Regions from separate parts of the Capra hircus genome. Here region 2 is linked to region 1. Evidence: chromatin contacts called from public Hi-C data. All regions are on one chromosome and are shown on one strand. The core of a region is the stretch at or near the end of the contact, and the rest is flanking DNA. Distances in the headings are between cores, read along the strand shown.

Region 1 (4,287 bases), core at 710-3,209:
CTGGTTGGAGCACATCTAAGCTGAGCTGGAACACAGGACAGGCAGCCAAGAACCATTGTTGAGAGTCCTCCTGGGAGGGTGTGGGCAGGGGCCTGGGCAACTGGACATCTGAGTGACAAGGGTCTGGACCAAGGGTGGGTGCTCTGGGCAAGGCCTCGCACACCACTCACACACTGCCTGCAGGAGCTCTGGACCCTCACCTGGGATGATCAGAACAGGTAGGTTGGGGCTCAGCCCTGCCCTGAGAGCAGGTAAGTTTCACTGTCTGGAAAGACGGCCCCACAGCAGGTCCACAGGGCACTCAAGCCCGGGGACCTGCTCGCTGCCCAAGGGGACATTCAGGGCAGTCTAACTGGGCACAGATAGGGCACTCTTGGGAGCACCTCCAGACTTTCACTTTATAGGCACACTAGTGGGACCTGTGGGCCCGCTCAGGTTTCAACTCATGGCCCTTTGTCCCCACTGAGCCTCTTTCTGTCAAAATGCACACACCCAGGGTCCTCTCTCTTAGCAGGATCTTTCATGTTGCACGTGTTAAAATGTCTCTACAAGCTGACCAAGGGCCTGTGACTCAGCATTCCTGCTCCCACACAGGTTTGCAGGGGTGCCAACCGACATTATAAATCCCAGGAGAGGCCAGCAGCTGGCCGGGCCCCACAGCCCCCAAGTCCCGGCTCTGCAGCCCTCCAGCCCTCCTCTCTCATCCTTCGACCTGCCAGAGCCATTGGCGTGTCTGATGGCTGTTACTTCTTAAGTTGCTCAACTCCTTTAGTTAGCTGCTACCAGTGCCCAGCTTGTCTTAATCAGCTACTGATTAAGATACACCCCATGTATCCCCAGGATAGGGTAGTGGGAGGTGAGACGTTCCCCAGGAGGTTGGGTGACGCAGCCAGGGAACAGAACCCGCGTGCTGGGCCTGCGGAGGCGGGATGTGGCCAACCTCTGAGAGCTGTGGGTGGGTGGGGTGCCTTCTCGAGCTGAGTCACCCACTGGCACCAGGAAGCCTGGCCGCATGACCTCCAAGCAGAGGCAACTTGGACTTGCTGAATATGAGCAGAGTTACTACTGTTTCCTAGAAGCAACGGGGAGTTGATGAGTTTCACTGAGCATCTCCTTCCTAGAATGGTCACCATCCCGGGGGCACCTCCAGGGTGAGCGGGGACAGGGTCGAGTGAAGTCATGTGAAGGGTGGGGACATCTCCACCTGCAGACACTGGGTGCTCCCTTTGAGCAGAGGAAATGGTTTGGACCCATTTTGCCAATGCATTTGTGAGACAACTTGTCTAAGTATCTTAGACCGAGGAAGAGATGAAGCTTACAGGACCCAGGAACTGCTTGCACACTCGGATACACAGACACACAGACACACATACACACACTGTGAGATACACCCAGACACTCACTCACAGGGAACACATCCACACCTCACACCCCTGCATGCTCAAAGACACCCACCCTGCCAGCCCTGCACACACCCTTGGCCTGATGGACAGGCTGGAGACCAAGGACCCCAGGCTGACCTGAGACTCCAGGGCTTAGAACAGAAGTGGCAAGAACATGCTGACTTTCTGCCTCGGCCCATTCAGGGACACCATGTGTGCACCCTGGGTTCTGCCCCTGACCTGAGCCTCTACTCTCTCATCCACGAAACAGGCATCAAGGGCTGACCAGGTTGCTTAAGTGGAACCACCCCTGAAGCATCAAACAGGGAGGGCAGAAAACACGGGGACGAGGTGGAGGGCTTCCCAGAGCTCTGGCCTCTGCATTGGTTCACCCAGCCCTCCCAGCACCGCAGCCTGACCACTCACCCTGAGTGCACACTCCCTAGCCAGCAGAGGAGCCTCGGCAACCACCTGGGGCTGCAGCAGAGGCTGCAGGGAGTGGAGGGGTCCCACGGGGAGGAAGCCCAGCCTGCTGCCCTTCCAGCGCTCCTGCATCGCCACCTGCTGGCCACGAGGAGCCTCGGCGTGCGCCTGGCACAAGCCCTGGGCATTGGCCCAGGTTCCCGGAGCCCCCCAGCAGGTTCAAGACAGTGAGTAGGGGTGTAGGCTGGCAAGGCCAGGGACCTGGCCCCCAGCTTCTCAAGTCAGGAAGGGCAGAAGCAAAGCTTTGGCGCCAGGAGCTGGGCTCTGTTCCCAGACTTCCTCTTGGAAATGGGCGAGCGCAGGAGGGCTGGACGCTGAGCCACCGTAACCGGCTAAACCTCCCAACCCTGCTCCTGCCCCAATCCTCTGCAGGCCTCAGAGCTGAGGCATCTCCTTGATAAAGCAGGGTTCAGGTAAGGACATCGGCTCCTATGGAATGGGTCAGCTGATTCCTGGACGCACCCAGAGCTCCAAGGACATGGCCTGATCTCTAGTCCAAGAGGTGACCCTTGGCAGGACACCCCAAGTCAGCGAACAGGCGGCAGAGGGTGCGAAAGAATATTTGGAGGAAACTGCTGCAAGTTTTGTGTGGCTTGAGTGTGTACCTCGAACTCCACTCTAGATAGTGCATTGCCTTTTCACCAAGCTGCACGATCTCTCTGCCTCTGGGCTTCTGCATTCCCGCTGCCTCTGCTCAGCCACAGCTCCTCCACACCCAGGTGACAGCAGCCCCGCCCTGCCCCCCGCCCCCAACACACTCACACTGGGGGCGTTCCCAGGTCTTGCTCCTTTGTTATTCAGGAGCCTGGTGTCATTCTTTGTAAAAGCTGACTCTTAACTAAATACAACAGTGTTAACAGTTCACCTAAAAAAATACATTAAAGCTTAATTGAACCAGATCTCCAGTCTCCAGGACATTCAGCTACAACTTGGCACTTAGTCAAGTCCATTTCAACTCATTACTTCACCCATCTAGTTTCTCTACCCAGCTCCAGAGAACGGTTTTTTGCCTTACCTGGATTGCTGCTTGGAGTTGAAAAATACCAGATTTCACACCCTGGGGAGGGGCTGGACAGGGGAGGAGAACAGGGACGAGGCCCGGGTGGTCCATCCGTCCAGCAGTGTCCAGAGCTGACTCCTGGAGGAAAGCCCACCCCAGGCACAGGCAGGTCAGAGCCAGGTGGGCCAGGTGGATGCCTGTGATGGCTGGTGCGGCGGCTCTAAGACACTGCATTTCAGACCTGTTAACGACGGGTTAACCAGACACATGCTTCAGATCATCACACTCTCCCTGGGTCTCTGGGCCTCAGAAATACATCAGAGGTCAGACAGGTAGAGACCCAGCTTTGCCTACAAGGTCCAGAAACCCAGGGGGAAACACTTGAGGCCTCATCACTGGGAAGAAGCATGTGTTGGTGACTTTCTGAGTGACACGAAGCACGTTTCCTGCATCACCTTTAAAGTCAGGCTGCTGCTGCTGCTGCTGCTAAGTTGCTTTAGTCGTGTCCAACTCTGTGGACCCCATAGACGGCAGCCCACCAGGCTCCCCCATCCCTGGGATTCTCCAGGCAAGAGCACTGGAGTGGGTTGCCATTTCCTTCTCCATGCATGAAAGCAAAAAGTGAAAATGAAGTCGCTCAGTTGTGTCCAACTCTTAGCGACCCCATGGACTGCAGCCCACCAGGCTCCTCCATCCATGGGATTTTCCAGGCAAGAGTACTGGAGTGGGGTGCCATCGCCTTCTCTGTTAAAGTCAGGCACCTGACTCCAAATGATCCTGGCAAAGGATGCAAAACATGGTTTCCCTGTTATGAGAGTGAAAGGGAAGAACCAGGAAGAAGGGAAGGGCAGAGGGGAGACAAGCTGTGAACGTTGCCCTCCTGCAGCCCTTCTGAGAACTGGAGTCGGTGGTGCTACCCAAGGGACCCCAGTGTCACCCCACCAGCTACCCTGTCTGAGATGCTGCTCCTCCTGTCCAAGCAGGCCTCTTGCTCTTCCCATAGTGCCTGTTCAACTAGTGCCACTTCTGGGCATCCCCCAGTGTTCCAGTATGGTGCCCAGCTTTGGGGTTCATGCCTTGAGGCTAACCCTCACCTGTCCCACCACTTCTTCAGCTACACAAGGGAATATACACAACTGTGTACATAACTCTCACTCCCGCCAGGCCCCCACTAGACACTCACGGTTGCCCTCTCACAACCCTTGTTAAGGACAAATTATTCACTGGACACTTGTTAGAAAGTGCAAGAGACTTTATTCAAGACTCTGGCAAATGTGGGAAGAAACTGACTTCAACTCCTAGTATAACAAAGACAGAGTGAAGAGTTACAGCCCTTGGCCAGGTGAGGATGCAAATGCAACTTACTAAGAGGAACTCGGATAGCTTCAAGGGTGGGGGATTCTTGGCTGGGACAGGACTCAG
Region 2 (4,578 bases), core at 1,928-4,427, 200 kb before region 1:
CATACTGGTCCCCAGAGGGACAGTCACCCAGGGTCCAGAGCAGGCCTCCCCGGTCCTGCCAGCCCCAGTGCCCGCATGCACACTGGGCACTGCTGTGTTATCCATGGTGTCTCACTCCATGAGGTGGGGCCTGTCCACCTTGGCATCTGACCTCCAGACTGAACCCATGGAAACCCCCATGTCCTGGAAACGTTCTCCACTTGCAGCTCCAGTGCTGGGCTGGAGGAATGATGGAAGGAATCATTCGAAGTTCCAGAGAGATTTGCCAGCAGCTCTTTCAAGGCACCAAGGTTTCCAGCTTGTGAATATGCAACAGCTGATGAGGACACTGCTGGGAAATGTTCTCATGTGTGGCTGGTTCAAGGAGTCCAAGGGTCAGGCCTACGCAGCTGATCTGCACTGGTTGTCTATCCCATCAGCCCTGAGGGGCCTGAATCAGTCTGAATCACTGAACTTTCTGGAAGTATTGCAGGACAGATGACCACAGGCTTGGGCACCCCTTCACTCACAAACTATCACTCGAGAACTGACTACATATGGCCCAGGGAGGCCATCAGATTCATCAACCCTTCTCGCCCATGCTCAACCATCACCATTTTATTTCTCTGAGTTGTTCCAGCACCAGGAATGAGGAACGAGGCCCACCTGCTAAATCTGAATCTAGGACAGAACCGGATGGAAGGTGGAATTAACAGATTTCAGACAGGCCTTAAAATCTGAAATCCTAATAAGAGAGAACAGGGAGAGAAGGCCCACATCCATTCACAGATATGTGGTCAGTGCATTCCCCTGGGACTAAAATGCTAAAAAGTCACTTATTAAATGGGATTAAGCAAGAAAACACTACAGCCTACCATGGGTAGGCTACAGTATCCGGGCACACTTTTTGAAGTATTTTGAGTAGAAAATTGATACTCGTTTGATATAAAACTGACTTGATATGAGAATGAAATGCAGAACGCTTGGGTTCCCCCTGAAATGAGAGAAACAAAGGGTTTACAACAGGTTTAGAAGCAGCTCTGTGTCTGAGAACTGGACGTGGTGCCGTGTCGACCGCGACATCCCACGTGTCCTCACACGTCTGTGCTCTGTGGCCTTGTGGCCTCATGACATCCCCCTCGGGGTGGGGTGGGGGGCTCTGTCAACATGCCTCCAGCACAGACAACACAGTGCTTATGCATGGCCGTCCACACGGGTGATGCTAAACCGAGACGCCATAGCCAGGAGCTCTCCGTGGGCAGTTCTGCCCATAGGATGCCCAAGCAGGGCCAGAGGCTTGGTTCACACACATCCACACTCATCCCATGTGGACGGGGCCCAATTTACCGCACTTCCTGGTTCCAGAAACACCTGCTGAGCCACTTCCGATGTTGTCGTGGGCTGCGGTGGAGGAAAGGTGTTGGCGGCTGGACTGGTTTTCTCTGCAGGTGAGGGTCTGGCCTGGCGACCGGGCACACGCTGCCCTGGCCAGCTGCTGGCCCACCTGGGGGCCCAGCTGCTGCAGAATCCTTCATCTTGCTCCCAACCTGGGGGCAAATCTGGGCCAGGCAGCACCCATGTGCCTCCCTCAACTGCTGAGCGGCCAGTGTTGGCCCCAAGAACCACTGCTCGGATCTCCTGGGGCCTAGTGCTGTCGTCTGGGCAGCGCTATGCCAGCCCAGCTCTGGCCAGGAGGCGGCTCTGACTCCAACCCAATCCCTTGTGTCTGAGGTGCCAGTCATCCCACAGGCAGTCAGCAAGCCTGGCACCACCCAGGCTCCCATGCAGGGCGGGGGTGTCCATCCTGCTGTGCCCTGGCACCATGGCATCCAGTGGCGTCCTGCTCACCATGGGGCTCAGTGATCATCCAGTGGGTGAGTGGGTGGGCTTGAGGGGCAGGGCTGATGGAGGGAATCCGGCTTGTGCCTGCACTCTGCTCACACGTGTGCAGGCACACACGGCTGCGGGTGTCCACCGTGACGGGAAAGCAGGGAACAGACACCGTGTGGGGCTGAGTGCACCAAGGGAGCCCCGAGTGCATGGGCACAGGTGGACGCGCAGCCCTGGGCAGGACACACATGCTTGTTTCAACTGGAGGCCCCAGAGAGGAGCAGCCTAGTGACTGTTGGGTGTGCCTCACTGTCCCACCCTCGGCTCTGCAGGCCCTCGGCCAGCAGAGACCACACGATGCCGCGAGGGGTTGGAGGGCCCATAAATCCTTCCAGGTCAGACTCAGCTGCAGGATGCTAGAGGTCAGAGCCTCACATGCTGACTCGTAGGGGCGGGAGGCCTGGGAGAGTCTCCAGGCCAGTGAGAGGGGCAGGCTCCACAGGGGAACATGGCCTGCACCAAGGCTGTGAAAAGGCCCTAAATTTGGGGATAAGGAGTAACAGATGGCTAACAGGGCAGCAGCCAGGACCCCCAGACACCAGCTTCCCACGGGGGCGAGAGGAAGGAAAGTCTGGGCAAGGGGCCAGCAGCACCGCCACACCTCCGGCCCCTCCCAGCTCTGCCCGTGGGGACCTTACTTGTGCCGGCTGGGCCCTCAGCAGGCCTCGGCTGCCCCCAGACCTGGGGCTGTCGCCACATGACACCGACTGGCACCACCAGGAAGTTATGTGCTGCCCTGACGGCCACCCCTCCTTAGCCTTACGGCTCACGTGTCAACCATATTCTTGGCCTTGACATGCTCACAGCCCAGCACCTGAAACGGCTCCTTCACAAAGCCAACGCCAGGGATCCTGTGTCAGCGGAGGGAGCGCTGACCAGGTGGACCCCCACCCCTGGTCTCCCTGGAACAGGGGCCAAGGGCACTGCGCAGCCTGAGGCTGGCTCTGCCCTGGCTCCCGTGTGGCCCTGCTGGCTGCCGGCCACCCAGCACTGGGTTGGTGATAATGATAAAAAGGACAATGTCAGGAAAAGCCCGTCTGTCATTATTTGAGGAAATTGTTAAACTAACTCCTTTTAATGGGCAACGACAGGGAAGAATTATCCTTTTCATGACATTAAGCTCAAGCTTGCCCCTTGGGGGAACTGCCCTTTAGAGGAACATGAACTTGTCCTCCAGAAATGCCAAGGGTACTCTGTGTCCCTGGGGGTGGCAAAGCTGGGGGACCTACGATGTGGGGGGCATGGAAGTGCCACCCCTCAAGCCGGGTGTGAGCTCATGGTCCAGCACCCCTGTGGGCCCGGCAGGGGCGGCCTCGGGCTGGCTTCTCCCCTGCCGTGTCTCTACGGTCTCAAGCTCGGCTTTGCGGAACCCAACCCAAGTCATTCACGCCTGTGCATCCTAGGCAGGTGAGGACGGTGGGTGCCCAGGAGGTGAGCAAGGATCAGGAGTGGTGGAGGGAGGGTGGAGAAACACGTTTGTTCCAGGGGTGCTGCTGGCAGAGATGGGGGCACCCAAGAGCCTCTTGATGAAAGTAAGAGGAGAGTGAAAAAGGAGAGAGGGAGGGGAAGGGCAACGAGCTGCGTCTGGACTCCCCCTCTAGGACTCCTCAGCGCGTGAGGATCTTCTCGGCTCTGTGCTTTGATCTCCAAATTCACATTTCAACCTCCCCCTGGGGGAGGGAAGGAGGAAAGTTTTTTTCTGAATGTGCCACAAAGCCTCCATCCCCAGCGGGCTTTGCAGGTCAGCCCCCAGCCCCCACCTCAACCCAACATGGAGAATTCCTTAACACCCAATTTACATGGAATCATTTCAGATTATACTTAATCACCGAGAGCAGAACACCTATAATTTTGGGGGGGTTGCTCCTTCCCAGACATTTCTTAAAGCTTCTTACTTTCTCCGTCTTATCAACCCCCGCCTGCCCCAATCCTATTTGAACAAGACAGAACAGTTTCCAAAGCATTTCGTAATGTTTCTCTCGATCTACAAAGAACAAAGTGAGAGGACTCCGTCCCCACCTGCCACTCCCGGGGCACCTCTTCATGCCTCCCACTGAGCGTTGTTGGGGAGGGGCTGGCCATTTCTCGGGGCTGCACTTGCCACTCCTCACTCTCACCTCTTATCTCTTTCTTTCTCACCTTTTCACCTCTTTCTCCCGTTTTGGTGAACTGGCATCTCCTCCAGGAAACATCTCACCCTGAATGACCTGAACCACACCTGGGGGCATTTTGGCTCCAATCACGGCTCCAACGGAAAGGGCTGCGGACCTCCCCACTGTGGCCTGGCTGTGCCTGTCGTCCTGCTGAAGGTCATCTGACTCAGTCCCGGCACTCCGTGTGGAGTCGGTCACCATGCTGGGGACTCAGACCCATTGCCCATTGGTGCTCCAGCAGGGCCAGCAGGCGGCCTCCTAGCTCTTGGCTTCCTCTCTTCCTTCTCCAATCAAGACCCATGGAAATCAAGTGCAATTCTTAAGCAATTTTATGATGAATTCCCAAGGATTTTTTTTAAAATCAAAAGTAGAATTAAAAACAAACAAGAGAAGCCAGATTAAAAAAAAAAAAAACTTCCTTAAAATGAATGTCCAGAAGATGCCTGACTTTTTACCCTAAATCATTAAACATTTCTTCTTTTAAAGAGACACATATTTGATTCAAGTAGTCTAAAATATAATGACCCCCCAAGAGTCAGTTATTGGAAAAAAAGAA

The links. Hi-C and Micro-C count contacts between places; a contact is called where the count stands out from the background.
Region 2: a Hi-C map of liver shows a contact between it and region 1, with 5 times the contacts expected there. The contact joins two enhancer-like sites. A contact is called at or near these places in 4 of 5 Hi-C or Micro-C datasets (blood and liver).

What each region holds. Positions count from the first base shown.
Region 1 is chr19:49,101,938-49,106,224 of ARS1.2, reverse strand. No RefSeq gene overlaps it. Among named protein-coding and RNA genes, the nearest start is that of PSMD12, 36 kb to the right of the region's middle. Within about 2 kb of position 1,959, at least 3 of the 5 cell types and tissues checked have an H3K27ac peak or open chromatin away from gene starts, as enhancers often do.
Region 2 is chr19:49,300,075-49,304,652 of ARS1.2, reverse strand. The region is part of intron 6 of B3GNTL1 (UDP-GlcNAc:betaGal beta-1,3-N-acetylglucosaminyltransferase-like protein 1); the gene reads right to left. Among named protein-coding and RNA genes, the nearest start is that of B3GNTL1, 72 kb to the right of the region's middle. Within about 2 kb of position 3,177, at least 1 of the 5 cell types and tissues checked has an H3K27ac peak or open chromatin away from gene starts, as enhancers often do.